Regions from separate parts of the Macaca mulatta genome. Here region 1 is linked to region 2. The links are chromatin contacts, called in public Hi-C maps. All regions are on one chromosome and are shown on one strand. Each heading gives the region's core, a stretch centred on a gene start, on an enhancer-like site or on the middle of the called end of the contact. The rest is flanking DNA. Distances are from core to core; before and after follow the strand shown. Region 1 holds the start of H1-2 (H1.2 linker histone, cluster member). Region 2 holds the start of LOC115945176 (histone H4-like).

What was found. Hi-C and Micro-C count contacts between places; a contact is called where the count stands out from the background.
Region 1: a contact with region 2 is called in a Hi-C map of fetal cortex germinal zone, with 3 times the contacts expected there. The contact joins the promoter of H1-2 here to the promoter of LOC115945176 in region 2. A contact is called at or near these places in 8 of 14 Hi-C or Micro-C datasets (CD4 T cells, blood, cortical neurons and 4 more).

Annotation. Positions count from the first base shown.
Region 1 is chr4:157,050,346-157,054,830 of T2T-MMU8v2.0, reverse strand. It overlaps H1-2 (H1.2 linker histone, cluster member), which reads right to left and starts at 1,599. Exons shown (of 1, transcript XM_001084417.5): 1 at 1-1,599. The coding sequence starts at 1,557. The coding sequence ends at 916.
Region 2 is chr4:157,004,427-157,008,305 of T2T-MMU8v2.0, reverse strand. It overlaps LOC115945176 (histone H4-like), which reads left to right and starts at 1,685. Exons shown (of 1, transcript NM_001374547.1): 1 at 1,685-2,118. The coding sequence starts at 1,691. The coding sequence ends at 2,080.

The sequences.
Region 1 (4,485 bases), core at 350-2,849, 47 kb before region 2:
GTTTAAAAGAACTTCGATTTTTAAATGTTGATGTCTGCCTAAACTGAGGATAAGTAACCGTCAAGCGAGGACAAAATGGCTGGCTAAAAGTTGTGCTTTCGATACGCTCAAAATCGATACGCTCAAATCTGTCAGTTTAGCGGAACACTACATGCATGATATGAGAAACAAAAAGCTCCCTAGGTCCACGATTGCCTTGGGTGGAGGAAGGGCTATTGCCGCTGTTTATTCAAATGCATTCCTTTGTTACCACAGGAATGAGAAATTAACAGCAGAGGAATGTAGGACAAAGGTACCTGCACGCACTCTCCTCCCAGGGCTGGATGTTGCCACTACCTCCAGGAGATACCAACTTGACTACCTACAACATGGAAAGCGTCCGAAATCCCGAACGTTAATATCAAGAGGCAAAACTTTCAAGTCACAGAGAAGCAACACACACGGAATAAGCAACGTCTGCCACCATCCAATTAAATATAGAATTAAAGTCATGGACTAGAACGACGGACCAACCCAGGAGCAGGGCGGGACTTTTGAATTATTTTTTAGTCCAATCCGGATATCCCTTTAGACGAAGAAACTGGCTCTTGTTTTGCGATCTTTTCTGCCTTTCACAGGCCTGGGGCGTGGCTGACTGCCATCCCAAAAACATCCGCCAGCGGGAAACGCCTCGAAGCAGCAGTCAGGGACATGGAAGTCGCAGTAAAGGTTTAAGCGCCGTAACCTCACCACGGCCACTCTCGAACCCCCGTTACTTATTTGTCTTATAAGGTTCCCGTTCGACTAACCTTAAGGAGCAGGGTCGAGCAAGAAAAGGAACAAGGGCAACTAAGAAAAACAAGTATCCAGCTCTTTTATTGAGATCAGTGGTGGCTCTGAAAAGAGCCTTTTGGGTTTTTTGAAGCAGGCGTCCACCTATTTCTTCTTGGGTGCCGCCTTCTTAGGCTTGACAACCTTGGGCTTGGCGGCCTTGGGCTTCACGGACTTAGCAGCACTTTTGGCAGCTTTCTTGGGCTTCGCAACCTTGGCCTTCTTTGGGCTCTTGGCCACTTTCTTGGTCACAGTGGCCGCGGCCGGCTTCTTCGCCTTCTTCGGTGTTTTCTTAGCGCTCTTCTTCGGGGTAGCGCCGCCAGTCGCCTTCCTAGGCTTCTTAGCTGCCCCAACCGGCTTCTTAGGCTTGGCTGCGCCCACCTTCTTAACCTTGGGCTTGGTTTCGCCGGAGGCTGCCTTCTTGTTAAGTTTGAAGGAACCAGAAGCACCGGTGCCCTTAGTCTGCACCAGAGTGCCCTTGCTCACCAGACTCTTGAGACCAAGTTTGATTCGGCTGTTGTTTTTCTCCACATCATAGCCGGCGGCAGCCAACGCTTTTTTCAAAGCAGCAAGAGAAACCCCGCTGCGCTCTTTAGAGGCTGCCACCGCCTTGGTGATGAGCTCTGACACCGGGGGACCAGATGCCTTACGAGGCGGCCCCCCAGATTTCTTGGCTGTTTTCTTCTTTACGGGGACTTTCTCCGCCGGAGGCGCGGCAGCGGGAGCGACAGGAGCAGTCTCGGACATGTTGAGGATCAACAACTCGGGTACAAGTGGCAAAGCGCCGATGAAACAGCGCTTGGGCAGGGCCGCTGTATATATAGAGCGCAGGAGCGCTCTGATTGGTGCTCTGGTGGCCCGCCTGGCTGGCAGGCTCTGAGTCGCTGCGCTGCTCCCAAGTTGTGTTTGTTCCACCTCACAAAAGGGGAAAAATATTAAAATTCCCTGCACCAAATCACCCGGATTTGGTCAGGAAAGGATCTCAGAAGCCTCGGGCTTCAGGCTTTTCATTTATTTTTTCCACAACCACAAAAACAACGCGTCCAGGCGTCCCCAATTCCCCCAACTCCGAAGGAAGTCTGGGGCAGTCAGAGACCACTTTCTGTTTTTCTTATAAATTACCTGTTCGCTCCTTTGCCCCTGAAAGTTCTTTTTCCCAGGGGTGGTTGGGCACATGCTTCCCTTATTTTTGAAAAAAAAAGCGAAATGGTTTCCACCTAAATTTTCATGATAATTCTGTTTCTTCACAAGGGAAGTAACACAGGTCCTGTGTGAATTCTTCCTGCAGACGCACAGGAACTGTGGACTGGGACAAGGATTCCAGGGCCAGTCCAAAGTAATTAGGGAGGGATGGGAGGGGGTTCATGAGCCTTGGTAGGGTCCGGTGTGGTGGGGGGCTAGAGACTTAAATCTTTGATTTGAAGACATTGAAACCATCAAATCCTTCTTTTCATAGATGGGGGCGGGGCATCCTTTTCACTTCTCTACAGGCGAGAAATTGGGCTCTTTTTAAAAAGCTCTGAGGTCCCCCTCTGAGTTGTGTAAGGCAGGAGGTCTGGCTCTCAAGATAGAGATAATAAAGGAACAAGGGAGATCCCTTAAGCCTGCAAAGAAAGCCAATAGATTTGGCAGTTAGAGGCACTGAGATAATATGTTTTCAAAGAAAACAAGCATTTATTTATTTATTTATTTTTGTACATTGCAATATTAGAGATGAATTTCAGCCCATGAAAATTAGAGGTTACTTTCAATAACCACACCTTACACAAGTTACCGTACAGGACAATCTCCAGTTTGAAACTCAAATATATCTTTGAATTGCAAATAAAGCAACTGACTTTAATAAAACAAACTCTTGACTTTTAAGATGAACAATATATTTGAAATTTATTTTTTAAATAGCAAAAATTTACACAGAAAGATAGGAAAAGTACCAGAACATGTAATTTATTATAAGATCTTTTGTTGATGAGCTGAAAATCACCTCTTCTTTTCCCCTCTGAAACTATTCTGTTCTCAAGTTTACTACTTTAAGGTTCACTACTTATTTTACTCTCCGACCCCAAGTAATTGCTATTTTTTTCTAGAGATTAAAGGCAAAGTAAGTTGTCTGCCCATACCTTTGATATAATTATGGATTTATATTTAGGGACAAAGGTAATATTACAACTCACCAACAATTTCTACTCAAATATATGTTTTCATGAAAATATGTGTTAGAGAACAGCCTTAGATTGTGGGAAAGTCAAAAGGTATCCTATAAATTGAGTTCAATGAAGAATGAAAAGTGAAACATCTTTTAGACTAAGGGTGACCCCCTTATTTTATTAAATAACATTTGTCCAACGTTTGGAAACATTGTCTACTTGTGTGCTTATGTCCTCTGGGAATTAACAGTCTAATGAGATTAGTGATGGATGAATTAGCAGTGGTGGAAAAACACTTTAGACCAGCCATTCCTCAGAGTGACAGGGTATAAGAATTATACAAAATTATGTAAAGTATATAAACAATTGAAGCAGTTGCATCATACTAATATATTGTAGTAAAAGAAATAATATAAGGCTGGACCCTGTGGCCCAGGCCTGTAATCCCAGCACTTTGGGAGACTCACCGGGGCGGATCACCTGAGGCCAGGAGTTTGAGATCAGCCTAGCCAACATGGTGAAACCCCATCTCTACTAAAAGTACAAAAATTAGCTGAGAGTGGAGGCACTCGGGAGGCTGAGGCAAGAGAATCACTTGAATGCAGGAGGAGGAGGTTGCAGGTTGCAATGAGCCGAGATGACGCCACTATACTCCAGCCTGGGCGACAGAGTGAGACTCAGTCGCAAAAAAAAAAAAAAAAAAAAAAAGAAAGAAAGAAACAATATAATAACATGTCACTTAGGCCGGGCTTGGTGGCTCATGCCTGTAATCCCAGCACTTGGGAGCACTTGGGGAGGCCGAGGCGGGCAGATTGCCTGAGGTCAGGAGTTCGAGACCAGCCTGGCCAGCATGGTGAAACCCCATATCTACTTTAAAAAATACAAAAATTAGCTGGGCACGGTGGCAGGCAACTGTATTACCAGCTACTCGGGAAACTGAGGCAGGAGAATCCCTTGAACCTGGGAGGCGGAGGTTGTAGTTAGCTGAGATTGTGTCATTGCACTCCAGCCTGGGCAACAGAGCAAGACTCCGTCTTAAAAGAAAAAAGAAAAAAAAAGAACATGTGATGTAGATCTTATTCTGTACGCAATGAACCCCCTTCTCATTTAAAACTTGGCTAAGTGTATCCACCATGAAAATAGCTACGAGGAGTCTTAATTACCAGGTAACTGGACCTCCTTTCACTATAAATTGGTATCCTGGTTTATAAATCGACAAGTAAATTTAATCACTGTGATTCAGTTCTCTAATATGATTTTTCCAGTCAACTCAAGCTAATCACATCTCTTTACATGCAAGTCTGAAGACCTCAAGCCATTAGGACATCCAGCCACACAGAATCTTGTCCCCAACCTCCTGGCAACATGGTGGAGGCCAGAAGACAGAGAAATATGTAACCAAGCCCTTTCTAGATCCCTTGTAAAGTGTGTTGAAAAAGTTATGCAAAACTTAAAAGCCAGGCAAAAATATTTCTCCATATCTTTCCAAGCTATATTAGAGAATTATCTAAAAAGTCTACTTATGGTA
Region 2 (3,879 bases), core at 436-2,935:
ATTGAGTATGCCTGAATTCTTCCCAGAGTGGAAAAATCCATTTTAAATATATATATATATACACCCTTTAATATTTGTTCTAACATTCATTGTTTTTGAGTCACTATCATTGAGAAAAGTTTAGAAAGGAGATATTAGGAGCAGGAAATAGAAAGTAAATAAAGTATCAAAATAAAAATGGGGTTGTATAAATAATATAATAGGCAAAATAAAGGAAAGGCATCCTAGACCTCTGGTTTAAATGAAGATGGCACTTGGCGAGATGAGTTCCAGGGTAGTTCACATGAGGTATGTTTTCAGAGAATTGTCATATTGCATATGCTGCTATATTTTTTATTTTCATGAATTAAAAGGCATGTTGAGATTTCAGAGTTTTACTTATGATCTTGGACTCTGCACTTTTTCTCTGTAATGTTTGACATTTGTTCCTAGCTAAGTCTCTAGTTATAAGGTATGTGTTATGGCATGTGGATAGTGAGTGGAAAAATCTAATAACTCAATTTGGGTCGGAAGAATGTAATCAATTATTTCAGAAGTGATAGAAACAATATGACATTGAGAGCATTCTGGCCTTTCCTGGGTCTTTTTTCTCCATTTCTGGATTTCTTTTCATGCGAGCAAGTCTGAGGTTACTATATGATGTCTCTCACAGGCCACAGTTCATTATAAATATTACCAATGGATATTCATTTATTAACCAGAGAGAGGTGGGTGGGGTTGGGTTTTTGTTTTTTAAACAAAAGCGGATCTTATGGGCATTCTGGAAAGCTCTGGCAGGAAGCTAAGAATAAAATTTTGAATTGAGAAGTCCCTTTCTTCAAATCACATTCAGACCCAATTCTGCAATTCTATTTATTTTTCAAGGGGATTAGCCTTATTTTAACACCAATAATCTTATCACGAAAACCTCCCAGAGGAAGACCCTGTAGACTTTGTAATGACCTTAATCAAGTATTAGCCCTACACTTCAATTAATCCCCAACTGTACAAAACGTATGTTCTTTTCTCTAAAGCTGGAGCAAGTTGAAAGGGGATTAAAAATGGTGGGAAGGGAAGAGTGTTTGGAATTTCAGGCACACCAGACAGGCACAGCAGGCCAGGAAGAGCGTCCTGGGAAAACATTTTTTCCAGACTTAAGTTTATGTTCCCTATCTCTCTCACAGACTTTTGCACAAAAATAAGTCATTCAATAAATATTTGAATCGAGATAGGGAAGGTGACGAAGAAGAAGTTTGCACTTATGAGGTTTTCATTTGCAATTATTTGGCTATCTTTTTGCCTTCTCAAACATAGGATCTTTAGGAGTGAAACTTCATAGCCAAACTTATACTTTGTCCAGCACAGAGAAAACCATCAAAATGCCTGGTGTAAATAAAAATATTGAAATGATTGGGAGGTTAAGTCCCTTGACCTATAAATCTGACCTCCTTTAAACATTATTTGTACTTTTCCCAATAAACTATTGCGTAATTTATTAGTTATTAAGTGGAAATAGAAATTTGGAATGGGGCTGTCCTTAGCGTCATTAAGCTGACAGGAATACAGTGCATTCAGCTTGTAGAGACCCTTCCAGTCCCACGAAGAGCGAAGTCTCACTGGCCAATCAAAACAATGAACTCTTAATGAAAGTTTTCTTGCTCCACCCACTTGGTATGACCTAATTTGAAAAATAAAAAATCCGCGCCAACTCATGTTGTTTTCAATCAGGTCCGCCAAGTTTGTATATAAGGGACTGTGTGCGTTCATAACTTCCAATGCTGTGGGAATCATGTCTGGTCGTGGCAAAGGCGGAAAAGGATTGGGGAAGGGTGGTGCTAAGCGCCATCGTAAGGTGCTCCGGGATAACATCCAGGGCATCACAAAGCCGGCTATTCGCCGTTTGGCTCGGCGCGGTGGCGTCAAGCGCATTTCCGGTCTCATCTATGAGGAAACTCGAGGTGTGCTGAAGGTTTTCTTAGAGAACGTTATTCGAGACGCTGTTACCTATACGGAGCACGCCAAGCGCAAAACTGTCACAGCCATGGATGTAGTATATGCTCTAAAACGTCAGGGGCGCACTCTGTATGGCTTCGGCGGCTGAATCTAAGAATACGCGGTCTCCTGGAACTTCAAAAAAAACAAAAAAGGCCCTTTTCAGGGCCGCTCACAAAGTCGTCTAAAGAGCTGAAATGCGTTGCGAGAATGTGAGTCTGAATGGCAGAATTCACTGATAACTTGAATAAGAATGATCTGTGTTTACAATGACCGGCCACATTCTGACAAAATTTTGAAGCAGAAAGTAGGCATAGAGAGGTAAGCGCTAGTAAAGTGTCTCCAGAAAAGAAGCATTTGCTGGGCACAGTGGGTCACAATTGTAATCCAAGCCCTTTGGTAGGCCAAGGCGGGTGAATCACGTGGTCGGGCGTTCAAGACCAGCCTGGCCAAGACGGCCAAACCCCAGTCTACTAAAAATACAAGTTAGCCGGGTGTGGTGGCAGGCGCCTGTAATCCCAGCTACTTGGGAGGCTGAGCCAGAGAACTGCTTGAACCCGGGAGACGGAGGTTGCAGTGAGCCGAGATTGTGCCACTGCACTCCATGCACTCCAGCCTGGGTGACAGCTGGGTGACAGATTGAGTCTCCATCAAAAAAAAGAAAAAAAAAAAAGTGGTCGTAATAATCCTCAGAACTGGAGGAAGAACCATAAGTGGTTGATTTTGTTTTTAACCTTATGTATGCCAGGCATGCTAGCCTTGTATACACACAAGGCTAAAGGAGCAAAGGTGCAGGAAGCCATCTTGAGAGATTCGCATATTCTTGAGAGACTGGCCAGCTGCTGAGAGAAGTCAGTTGTTCATCCTCACTGTATATGATGAAAATCTGGTGACAGTCGATTGCTGGGCACAGAATTTAGACAAAAGGGCTCTCTGCTATGTCAGGCAAGTGAGGCATATTTTTGCACAATCCTTGTAATTCCAAACTCATTGGGAAACAATACAATTACATCCAAACAGGAAAGGTCTGTGGTTGATTTTATCTATACAAGTTTAAAACATAATGTTTAGTTGTTTCTCATTATAGGACACAACTTAATTTTTAAAAAGATTCCAAACTATACAAATAAGTTCAGAAAAGTGAGGTACTATTGAACCGTCTGGAAAACATACATGTCTGTGAAATAATGCAATGCATAGTTTTGCAGGGGACTTTGTTCAAAGTTTCTCGAAATACCATGGTCCAAGATAGACTAACATTGACTGAATATTTTTGATGGTCGGTAAGAATACTAAATCATAAATCAAGGGAAAATTAAACTATGTTTGTTTAAAGAGAAATGTACTTTAGCTCAGACCCCGAGACTTAAAACAATTTTGTGATTCAGGAAGGTTGAATTCAGACCCTAACTGGGCAGCCTCCAACATTTTCATTAAGGTTTGGATTCTTAAAATTTTTCAGTCTTCAGAATGCTCTGGCAGTCTGATGAAACCTACACTTTTTTTTTTTTTTTGAGACGGAGTCTCGCTCTGTCACCCAGGCTGGTGTGTGCAGTGGCGCGATCTCAGCTCACTGCAAGCTCCACCTCCCAGGTTCACGCCATTCTCCTGCCTCTGCCTCCTGAGTTAGCTGGGACTACAGGCACCCACCACCACGCCCAGCTAACTTTTTTGTATTTTTAGTAGAGATGGGGTTTCACCGTGTTAGCCAGGATGGTCTCGATCTCCTGACCTCGTGATCCGCCTGCCTCGGCCTCCCAAACTGCTGGGGTTACAAGCGTAAGCCACCACGTCCGACCCAGATTATTTTCATAAATAAGATACTTAAAGTAATTCATAAGGTTACAACTGTATTAGATCAATAATATTAAAATAATTATCAAACCACTTGACAGTGTTTTTGTTGAT